2 separate regions of the Rattus norvegicus genome follow, and region 2 is linked to region 1. A link is a contact called in public Hi-C data. All regions are on one chromosome and are shown on one strand. Each heading gives the region's core, a stretch centred on a gene start, on an enhancer-like site or on the middle of the called end of the contact. The rest is flanking DNA. Distances are from core to core; before and after follow the strand shown.

Region 1 (5,824 bases), core at 2,131-4,630:
CAGATTACGACTCTGACATTTTGAATGAAGGGAATTCAGCTACTCCTACTGTTGTCTGTTGGGGTCATTCTGGGTATTGAAACTTCATGCTTAGAAATTCTGGGAAAGCAAAGGACGTTGGTTACTGTTTACCTACCTTCCCTGTTAGGAAAAAACAAGTAGAGTTTTTTAGATACTTTGAATAAGGGAGCTGGTTTTGAGGGACACCTGAGGCTGCCATTTCAAACACTGTCACCTTCCGGGACAGATCCACACGAGGGCCAGGCGACCTGTGACAGAATGGAGTTCTGCTCCGCACATGCCACATAGGTTTATGCCTCCCAGCGAGTCTGTGTAATGAATGAAAACATCACAGTTTCGTTTAATTAGCCTTCAAGCTGCCCCCTCCTGCCAGCCCCCAGCAGCAGTGCCTTGTGGCTCTGTCACTGGACAGTGAGTGTGATTTCTTGAGTGGTAGCTTTTCACTCAACGCACATTCTGATGTGTAAACATTAGAGGGTTTAGTAAGTGCAGGTGGGCAGAGTCAGCCTTCTATCTAGCGTGTGTTTGAACCACATCTGGGTTTCACTAAAGCTTTCTACATCCCCATTATTTGACCTTAATCCATTTCATGAAAGTGTGAGGAAGCCCATGAGGAACGCGAACATCTCTGATACGGTGGGGCAAATGAACACACAGAGAGGAGGCAGGCTGGTCATCCTCATGTCAGCCAGTGCTGGTTCAGCGCAATGGGTGGGTTTACGTCAGGAAGCCTGGGCCGTCTGTGCATTCACTGGCTTGCTCTGGGGTCTCGAGCCAGCTGCAGCCCTCCTGTTTCCTGGTTGGGAAATGAGAATATCAAGGCTCAATGTCCAGTTATCCTGGGTGTTTGGGAATCAAATGCTACACATGTAATGATGCTTCCTGCATTGCTGTGTGTCCTGTTTACCCTGCAGATTCTGTGGGGGAAGACACTTTATCCAGTCTTTGCCCAGGATGAAAGGAGTTAGGGACTTCTGAAGGGCTGATGTGGTAATCATCCAAGCTAATTGTCCTTAACACTCTAGTATGACTTTAAGCCTAGTACCTTTTTAGCTGTCTGTGTTGTATGTATAGAGAATGTGTGTGTGTGTGTGTGTGTGTGTGTGTGTGTGTGTTTGTATGTGTGGTATATGTATGTGTGTGTTTGTATGTGTGGTATATGTATGTGTGTGTGTTTGTATGTGTGGTATATGTGTGTGCCTGTGTCTATATGTGCTGTCATGTGAGTATGTATGTGGGTGTGGTATCTATAGGTGGGTATGTGGTATGTGTGATGTGGGGGGAGTTATGTGTGGTGTGTATGTGGTACATGTAGTGTAGTGTGTGTGTGGTGTGTGTATAGGGTACATGTATTGTGGTATGGGTAAAGTATAGTGTGTGTGTGTTGCGTATTTTGTGTGTGTGCTTTGTGTGTGCCTGTATGTATGATGTGTGTGATATGTGTGTGGATGGTGGTGGTATTGTGTGCGTAACCAGAACTGTTTATACTGTTGCCTGATCTTTTCTGGAGGCAGGACTCCTGTACTTGTGGGTACTGTTCCCATCACTACAGAGGTTTTTTTTTGATTTTTGTTTTTTTTTTTTTTTAAGCTAGGCTTCAGAAGACTGTAACTTGCTTTCCTAAGTGAACTGACTCTTTCTCCCTAGAACTTTACTCCATGTATTTCTCTGTGAAGGTCAGTGGATACTCTCTCCCTGAATAATTCAGTCTATTTCTGAGAGGATGAATAACATGGTTTCACTTGCAGAGCCTGTGGGCTTTTATCAACCTGTTTTCTGTCCATCTTGTGTCCATCTCTGCTAATAGCGGCTGTATCCCTACAGAGGAGACCTGAGTGTCAGGTGCCAGCCTGTATGTGAGGGGCTTCGAGTGCCCTCATTTACCGGTTAACCCCGGGTAGAAGAGGAGTGTGCTGTTGTGCCCAGGAGTGGGGCGAATGGCTGCTTCATGAATGTGGTTGGAGAAGAAGGATGTACAACTGTTCTTGAGCAGTAGGTGTCACTATAGTCAGTGGCTTCTCCAACTCAGCACAGAAGGGGTTAACTGGGTCTGGTGTAGACAGTGCTGGGGGTGTAGCCCATCTGTGTCCTCTACAGTATTGGTCTTTGTCTCAGGGCACCAGTTGACACCAGGGAAAGATCCCTGTTGACTAATTTTCCTCTGAGAAATAAAGGGAGGAACTTTGTCATCTGTGGTTTGGAGTCTAAGACCGGCTCTTGGATGTTATGGGATGGATTGGGGTTTAGTGGATACAGAAGTTAGGGGTCTTTATAAAAGCATGGTTGGGAGGCCTAGAACAAGGGGAAGGGAGGAGTTACGCACCTTGAAGGGATATGAACTAGCTGGATGCTTTTCCTTATTGTCACTGGCACGAAGTCTGCCACACTCAGGCAGGGGAGAGCTTCAGAGCTCATCCCAGTCTCTGCGGAATGCCCCTTGGATCACAAAAGCAGCAAAGGGAAAAACCCAAATCTCCCTCTCCCACACACCACATCACATACACACCTACACACATCTTTTACACAGACACCCCAGGTCTCTCTCTCTCTCTCTCTCTCTCTCTCTCTCTCTCTCTCTCTCTCTCTCCTCTCTCTCTCTCTCTCTCTCTCACTCACACACACACACACACACACACACACACACACACTACCACCACTACCACCACATATCTCTTACAAGTACATCCCAGGCCTCACAGACAGACAGACAGACAGACAGACAGACAGACAGACACACACACACACACACAACCACCACCACCACCACATATCTCTTACAGATACACCCCAGGTCTCACAGACAGACAGACAGACAGACAGACAGACAGACAGACAGACACACACACACACACACCCCCCACATTTTACAGGATTGTCTTTCTCTTTTGCCATTTTCTACTCCAAAAGGCTAATTGTCGACCACTACGATGGAATTTAGCACTGTGTTGACTAATTTAAAAAAAATGAAGTCATGATTACCACCTATCCAATTGCTTTTTCAAGCACACCCAATTTTACTTTGTCTTTTCTAGTAATACCCTAATATGAGAACAAGTAAGACTGACTGAACTCACTGAGAGTAGAACCACCCCCACCTCCCAGATAACCATCTTCCCATCCACCTCCCTGGTCGTACAGTAGATTGTCCTTTAAAACAAAAACTATGTGTAGACCACCTCGGGTGATACAGACACGCTCAAGGGACGGAGCTCGTGTCCGGGTTTTGCCTGGCTGGCTGTCTTTATCAGCCTGATGAAGCCTCGTTCTTGAGAGTACAATATGTTAAGCTAGATTGCTCTTTCTTCTCCCCTTCTGTCTCCCTTTTAAAGCAGCACACACTCCCTGGGCCAGGTGGCGTTGCTTCCTGCCTCCGCCGCTGCTCGCTGTTGCTAAGCGAGAGGCACCCGCTCGCACATGAAGCTGAACCAATAGCGTCTTGACCCCCATTGGATGGTAAAAGCCAGAGAAAGAGAATCCCACCGCGCCGCCTGTGACCGGTGGGTCCTCCTCCCCCTCCCACCTTTTCTCTTCCGACAGGAAGGGGCGGTGGCGAGGGTGATGGGAGGAGGAAGAGGGAAGAAAGGATGGGGGAGGCGAATCCAACCACGCTCTGTCGTACTTGGGATAAATGCCATTTTTTTTCCTTTGTGAAGCAAAAGAACAGTGGCTTCTCCATGCAGATGTGCTTCCTCCTGTCCCCAAACTACCCCTGCTGTCGAAGTCCATACTTGGAAAAAGCAGGTTGTTGACCTGCAAGACCTGTGCTTTTTCTCACTCGGAACAGGAACAGGGTCAAGCAGTTAAGGTCCTCAGTTTTGGAGGCCTTGAGGCCGCTCTGTTCCTTCTTCCTCCTCTTCACCCCTCTCCTTTCCTTTCCGTTTCACAATATCTTCTTCCCAGAATGCAATTCATTTGAATGTTAAAAATTAGCAGAGGGTGTTTTTACATCTTGTGAGGATACCATCAGCACATTGGGGGCGGGGGGAGGGGGGCAGAATGAAGGAAGAAGTATCCGTATAAAAGTCAGTTTTAAAACTCCTCCATTAGGATTCCTAGTCCTTGGCACATTCTAGTCAAGAACAAAGTGAAATGACAGGCGATCTTGACTGGCAAACTGCCAGTGTAGACAGCCAGTGGTAGGTTTGAGATTATATAGAGGAAATGACCTTTCTCCTATAATTACCTGGATATTTTGAGAAACATCAGACCCGAGCTACCTGGATAATTATAGCTTTGCAGATCTGACCTTAGGACAGCACAGATTTCATGGAGAATGCTCTCTTTGGTGATGAAGGTGAGAGGCTTTCGCAGCCGGAGTAGGGGTTGATAACTTGAAGTGGCCCCTGGCCTTTAGCAGACTGTGTTAGGTGTTTCTTCTACCCTCTTCCTGGATTTGCCATTTGGGTGTCCTGGCAAAAGGATGAAATCTATTCTATTCCTCACTCGGGATCCTGCAGAATAAAAGATCCTTCTCCCTCCCCATCTGCCTTTCCCATCCTCTACATAAATTTTTGTCTTTTTGTTTGAACCGAAGCTAAATGGCTTTCATAGGAGGAAACACAGCTAAAGCTAGATTAAGCCGGAGGGATCACACTGGGAAATGTTTACAAAGGTTGAGGAACCGGAATGTTTCCCTTTTAGTCTTGAAGAGCAAAGGTAGCCAGTGCTGCCTGCTGCCTTTGCAGCATTTAGACAAGATTCCTAACCACTCTTGTTCGACCTGCTTCTGGTTTCTTCTGGGTTAGACCAGAGGAGTTTACACATTATGGAATGTCAGGTTCCTGAAACACCTTTGTCATCTACTGGGTCTGTTTTAGCAATGACAAAGTAAAACCCCTAAAATGGGCAAAAAAGAAGAAGAGGAGGAGGAAGAGGGGGAGGAGGAAGAGGAAGAGGGGAAGGAGGAGGAAGAGGGGGAGGAAGAGGAAGAGGAGGAAGAGGAAGAGGGGGAGGAGGAGGAAGAGGGGGAAGAGGAGGAAGAGGAAGAGGGGGAGGAGGAGGAAGAGGAGGAAGAGGAAGAGGGGGAGGAGGAGGGAGAGGGGGAGAAGGAGGAGGAGGAGGGAGAGGAGGAGAGGGGGGGGAGGACTGACCAGAGAGTTCTATGCACTCCACTCTTCCTTCAGCAAACTCAAGCTCAGCTTTAATATTTTTCGTCTCCAACCCCAAGCCCCAAGCCTCAACCCCCACCCCTTGTCCAGAGCAGAGTTGGAAGCCAGGCCCTGACTTCATTACTGAGATAGAGGCGCCATGCTCCAGCCAAGGAAACCTGCCAGGACCTGCTCTGTTTCTTCTCTCCTTCCTGGTTGAGAATTTTCTCCTTCAAACCCTGGCTTCACACCCACCTCCTCACTCAGCTGGCCAAAGGCCATCCCTCTAAGTCCCTAGGTGTTCTTCTTTCAGATTCACACTTGCGACTCTAACAGCCTTTGCAGGTGCTGGGTGTGATGTTTCTGCAGGACTCTTCTGCGTGTCTGCCACACGCCCTGCTTTGTCAGCTGTGCCTTCCTTCCACACTGACTCTTTTCTAGTGGAAATTGTGGCGTCAAAAACACACCTCACTTCCTCGGCGAGCATTCCCTCTGTCTCTTCCATGGGGACCTCATCTTCCAGCCCCCTGAAGGACTAAAGGCCACCCCCCCCCCCATTTAGAACTTTCTGTCTTCTCTTCTGAGTTGAGCCTTTATACTCTTGGCCCTACCATCAGAAGCCTGATGTTGGTCTCTGTATAGAGACAGAGCCTATCTCTAGATGCTATCCCAGGCTCCCCTTTGGCATCCCTGAACCACCACTTCAGATAAGTGCA
Region 2 (5,824 bases), core at 1,933-4,432, 190 kb before region 1:
CTGACTCTGGTGATCGTTCTCAGGGCGGGGTTAGAAGCAGACCTCCCTTCCACCTTTCAGTAGCGTCTGACATCATGGTCATGGCTGAGTCATCTGCTCCACTACAAAGCCCGGAATCTGAGAGAGCAGCCAAGATGGTCTAAGGGGAACCAGCTAGGGCTCATCAGCCGGTCCGCACAGAGTCTCACAGACAGGAAGTTAGCACCTCCAGCCTGGACCCTAGGAGCCACAGGCGGCTTTATCAAACAGGAAGAGACAAAATGGGACTAAGATGGGACTGAAAATACAATCTGGACTGGCTGTCCCTGAAGGGTTGTCATCCACACGTGCTTCTGAAAGCCAATTCACAGAAAGGTTTCCCCACCCAGGGTGCCCAGTCAGCCCACTGTGCAGGTGCCAGTCAAGAAACAGGTCCAGAACTCCTGCCACATAGCTGCCCTTGGAAAGTAGGAAAAGCCCAGCTCTGACCTATGTGGAAGGATGCATGTTGGTTCTGGATGGGTACCATCCTTTTCTGGCATCAGACAAGGATGTATCCATGCAAGATATGATGTCGAGAGCAGCTGCTTTGGTTAGGCTTCACTCTCAGCAAAATGAGTGTCATGTCCCTGGAACTGCAGCTAGTCCATACAGATGTGAAGGGAATTGAGTCTAGTACATCTGTGGGCAAGGTAAGGCACGCCAAGTGGAGGTGCTGTGGAGACCTACTACAAACACGGACTTGTAAAAGTCGTAGGAAATCAGAACTGCATGAAGAAGACAGCCATATGCCAGAAGAACTGGACTTCCTGATCATGACTGCTGGATCTGACCAAGAGAGTTCTTTGGTTGCTGAATTCCATATTTAAATTTAGCCTGCAAATGAAAAAAAAAAGCAGTTTTTACAACTCTAAATACACTTTCTACTACTGAGAATGGTGATTGAAGCAAAAGTAAAAATAGCTGCTCACACCACGATTTGAGGAAATCTAAATCTGAAACGATCTTTTTTTTTTTCATTTGCATGCTACCAAATAAGGACATGGGGAAGCAGTGAGTCACCAAGATTCTAGCATTTACCAGACTGCAACATGAGAGGGAAGCACTCTCTAGGATGAGGCTTGGAGGCTCTGTGACTGACATCTGCCCCATCCCCCATGCGGAACCTTATGCGCCTACCTGAAAAAAAAAGGGCCCAATTTCTTTTTCTAATTCTTAGGGCAGTGTTTCAGTGAATAATATTCATGTTTCAGACTCTCGAGCCTATGGAATAGTGTCCCACATCTAAGGAACAACTCACAGATCTTTCAACCTCTGTTACCTCAGTTGATCACACTCGATTTGCACAGAATCCTTAAGGCACAGCATGAAGTTGCCACATAGACCATCACCGAACTGTGGATGTCTCTGCAGAGACAGGGTGAATCACCAGCTGGGAGGGGGTGGACGGAGGATGACACAAAGGAAAACAAGATTTAGAGATCTAGGCTCCCTGTTACCCTGTCACATGGTCCCTGCATAAACCAATGTTCTTAAAGTTCGAAAGCCCAACTGAAAGGTTCAGGCACTGCCTGCCAACCTGGTGTTTTCTTCCCCGGCTCTTGGAAGACAGTTTAAAAAGAGTTCGGGAATGTTCTGGTCTTTTGTTTGGAAATTTTTCCTGCTTGTTGACTAGTTGTCTGCGGACTGCGAGGTGGGTCTGTTTGCGTTAAACAGGCTGAACAATCTATAAAGCACACCGGCTGCTTTCGAGGCTGGCTTATTTTGGATGTGCAGAGACGTGTACTGAGTTGCTCATTTACGACTGAAACTCTTCTGTGCTCAGTGTGACACAGGAAGACTTTGAAGGCAACGGTAGCTGTTGTGGGATGTTCTTGCAAGGTGGTACAAGAAAAATGTCTCTGTTTCTTAGCACATGACCAACTGTGTGCATCTCCCCTAAGATTTTTATTATTACTACTACTACTACTACTACTACTACTACTACAGGGTCTTGTAAAGAAATTTGCATTACTGAAGCTTTTGGGGGAGCCACTTATCCCCTTTTATCAGAAGACCACCAAACAGAATCCCAAGCACGGAAGCCATTCCTTGTTCTTAATCACAGGAGTTCAAATCCTCTATCACAAGAGAAATAGTTTCTGGGGAGTTATGGATTGCTATAGCCAGTTTTACATATTATCATAACAAAAAAAAATGAAGAACCAAACAATGCTGCCCCCTTCATTGTGTAAAGGAGAAATAAATGGAGGGGACTGCCAGCGAGCTAGGAAGCCCTTTGGTCCCAACCCTTCCCTTATCGCCCATCTTCCTGCAAGGAAGCTCAATGGCTGCCAGAAAGGAGGAGACCATGACTGTGAGCTGGTCAGGTCAGGGGTTGCTGGGCATCAAAACAGCAAAAGGCAGGGGTGAGCAAAGCAGATTGGTCCTACCTTAAGCAGACCTGGTCCTGCCTTTTATCTCTAATTACTTGCGTGACTTTGGATAAGCACTTCACCTCTCTCATCTCTAAAATGACAGACTGGAGCTAAGTTCTCAGAGTCGTCTCCAACAACTCTAGTGGGGCAGCGGGTGTGTGTGTGTGTGTGTGTGTGTGTGTGTGTGTGTGTGTGTGTGTAGATTCTTTTATTAAGGATTCTTATGAAGGCTGTGAAGAAAAGCTGACTGTCCCTGCTAGCTGCAAAAGAGCAGACTCTGGAGGAGCTGTGAAATGATCCACAAGGAATCCCTGTGGAGGGTTGAAAAACTATAGAATTGTGGAATTGTGTGTAACGTGCCATCCGAGTGGGGCTCTCTGAGGCCATACAAAATGGGACACGTTAAAGCAAAGAACCCAGGCTTTTGAAGCCAGCCTATGCCCCTACTTCATTCTGCAGTCTCTTCCCATGATAATGCAGCACCTTGTGCTCACAATTAAATGTCAGCCACGGAAAACATTTCCTTTGGCTTTGTTGTTCCAGGACCTGATTCTTTTGTCCTCCATATAATGGATATGCAGAAACAATGACAGAACAGAGATTTTTTTTCCCTTTTCTAAAGCGATGACAAACACAGTGCTCCTTCCCTTCCTCCCTCCTTCCTCCTTGTCCCCACCCCCTAAAATAAATCATTGTTCAGGAAAAAAAAAATCCCATTGTCTATTGTCCACGGAAGATCAAGATCTGCCTAGGAACAGCTCAGGCAGACGCGGCAGTGCTCCTGGATGTCCTGTAGGTGGCGCACGAAGGCAGCGCTGGCGGAAGCGCGGCCGGTGGCAAGGATGGGGGGGGGGTTCGCCTCCCGCAGCCGCCGCCACCCCCGCCCCCTGCCGCCCCCCTCCTCGCGTGCTAATTGCTGGAACCACCACTGGGACTTAGGTCCGGGAGAAAGAGAGCGGGAAGGAGGAGGGGAAGGGAAGTGCGGGCTCTAGCTCCAAACACACAAAGCCTCTGGGGCCTGGGGCAGGGTGCCCTCCCTCTGGTTTCTGTCCCCGGGCGGAGCTGCTGCATCCCCGGCTCCCGCCATAGGAGAACCGCGACCCGAGTGTGGGAGTCCCAGACACCTCTGACCCCGGCCTCCCACAGGGCTTGGAGACCTGCCGCTGAGCAGCAGGGAGGCTCCCAAGTAGACACCTGTCCTCCACATCCGCGCGTCCCCCCACCCCCACCCTGGTCACTGCGGACCTCATCTCTTCCTTGTCGCTGGCCTGAGCTGGCATCTGGAGTCAAGATGAACACTCCATGCCTTACTTGGCCTCCAACCTCTGTGGGAGAACCTGGTGTTAAGGTGCATAGGCAGGTGGGGGGGCTTTGCGACCTTGAATTTACTAATACCCCCCCACACTCCCCACCCCACTCCCCAGCCCTTCACCTCATGAGCTGACAGTCACAGGCTGTCTCCTGAGACGAGATTTCTTTTAAAACGGTGTTTAATTTAGGGGGCCAGACAGCATAAACAACCTACTGTCTGTAACCCTTAGGACAGACCTGTCATCGCTATCACCAAGCTAGAAGATGAAGGGGCCCAACTGGATGTGCAAAGAAATGGCCGTTAGGATGTCTGAGCTCCCATCTTTGGCTTTGCCAAAGCTGTGTGAGGCCTCCCTCCTCTCTTTGGAATTCAACCTCTTGTGATTTATAACCAGTTGCTGTTGGGTCTCTCTTAGACCCATGTATACCATTAACTTTGGAGTCAGGCTTGCTCAGTTGGAGTCCTGGCTCCCCCATTTAGTAGCTGGGAGGCCATGTGAGTCATCACACACACACACACACACACACACACACACACACACACACCTCAAGTTTCAGTAGCGGCCATGGAGCCTCCTTCAGATTCCTGGTGAAGATTTGCAGAGATAAATCTTAGAAGCTGCCCAGCATACACTATATTTAAATTTCACAGTTTGAATTGGACTACCTTACGGACGATAATGGAGGTTCGCTGAGCTATCCACAGATCTGCCGGAGGTGGATGGAGCAACAGCAGGCTGACAGCAGGCTTCTCTACGCTCATCTGAGTCAGAAAGGTCATGTATGTCCCTTCCGGGAAAAGAGCAGCAATCCTGTGAGACCACATTTCCCCCAGAGGATTCCCAGTGAACACCCAAACGCTTAAGGAGGTCACCAAATGACCAGAGCCATACTTGAGTAGAGAAGAGCCTTGTCAGAGTGGGAATGGATTTCAAACTGTCTTCTAAGCACTGGTCTGTACCTGGCCATTGGTGACTGCTCATTCCCCGTATGAATGGACACTGATCCCCAAGCAGAGGCTGAGTGGCTGGGTAAGGCACCAAGCCCTGCCCCCATTAGGGTATAAGGAGAGAGAAATAGTTGGTGATGCTACCGCCTGCCCAAGGCGGTTTAAGAATCCAGAAGCCCTTGACCATTCTCTAAAAAGGCACTCAAGCGTTTCCACAAGTGTCTGGTCTGTAGAACTCTTTCGGGGTTCAGGCATTAGGCAGACCATCCCTACAGTCGGTTGCCACAGCGGGCAGCAGAGTCAAGAGGCAGCTGTAGTAGCTTGTCTCTACGACGAGCTAAAACCGGCCTCCCAGCATGCATGCCCTTGTGTATTTCCTCCCCATGTTAAGGAAGAGTGACCCGTGCAAAGCAGTGAGCATTGTACAATGGCAGCATGACCTCTAAGCACACGGAAGACAGTGCGTCTGCCGTCTTGCTCTCAAGAGTCACTCAACTCTAGAAAAACTAGGTACCATGACATGTGAATGCCCAAGCAGCAATCTGGAGTGGGTCACTACCAAGAGTCTAAGGCCCCCTGATATCAGCCAAAGCCATTTGTCACTTATGTGTGAGCCATTTGGAAGTGGATCCTTAAACTTTAGGCAAATCTTCATATGTCTGTAGTCCTAGCCAACCTCTTACCAGGATGAGAGACCTTGCAGTTAGGCCGTCCCTGAGTTCCCGATGATTAAAATTTTGAAAATAACAAAGTAAATATACACAGACAAATATGACTAAGCACTCTTGATGCAGCCTAGACAACTTAAGATAGCAACACGTTAGAAGAGCAAGGATGGGGGTTGGGGATATAGCTCAGTGGTAGAGCGCTTGCCTAGCAAACGCAAGGCCCTGGGTTTGGTCCCCAGCTCTGAAAAAAAGAAAAAGAAAAAAAAAAAAAAAGAAGAGCAAGGATGTTTGTGCGGCCACACTGATGGCAAGAGTCCTGCTGATTCCATCCATATACATCTGGGATCTACAACTCCCTCTTTATTCATCCTGAGTGTCAGACCTCCAAGAGGATTAGGAGATAGTCTTACCTCACTGGCTTAACTAACCATAGCCTGAACAGTGGTTTTCAAAGAGCCTGGAGATAGGCCCTTCCCTCTCTGCCTCTCTACCACCTCCCA

Evidence for each region. Hi-C and Micro-C count contacts between places; a contact is called where the count stands out from the background.
Region 2: a contact with region 1 is called in a Hi-C map of psoas muscle, with 2.5 times the contacts expected there. The contact joins two enhancer-like sites. A contact is called at or near these places in 4 of 12 Hi-C or Micro-C datasets (the Rat2 cell line, Schwann cells, frontal cortex and 1 more).

The regions. Positions count from the first base shown.
Region 1 is chr2:138,187,962-138,193,785 of GRCr8, reverse strand. All of the region lies in intron 1 of Maml3 (mastermind-like transcriptional coactivator 3), which reads left to right. Among named protein-coding and RNA genes, the nearest start is that of Maml3, 98 kb to the left of the region's middle. Within about 2 kb of position 3,380, at least 61 of the 93 cell types and tissues checked have an H3K27ac peak or open chromatin away from gene starts, as enhancers often do. A contact at or near this core is called in Schwann cells, where this site is marked.
Region 2 is chr2:138,379,204-138,385,027 of GRCr8, reverse strand. No RefSeq gene overlaps it. Among named protein-coding and RNA genes, the nearest start is that of Foxo1, 81 kb to the left of the region's middle. Within about 2 kb of position 3,182, at least 35 of the 93 cell types and tissues checked have an H3K27ac peak or open chromatin away from gene starts, as enhancers often do. A contact at or near this core is called in Schwann cells, where this site is marked.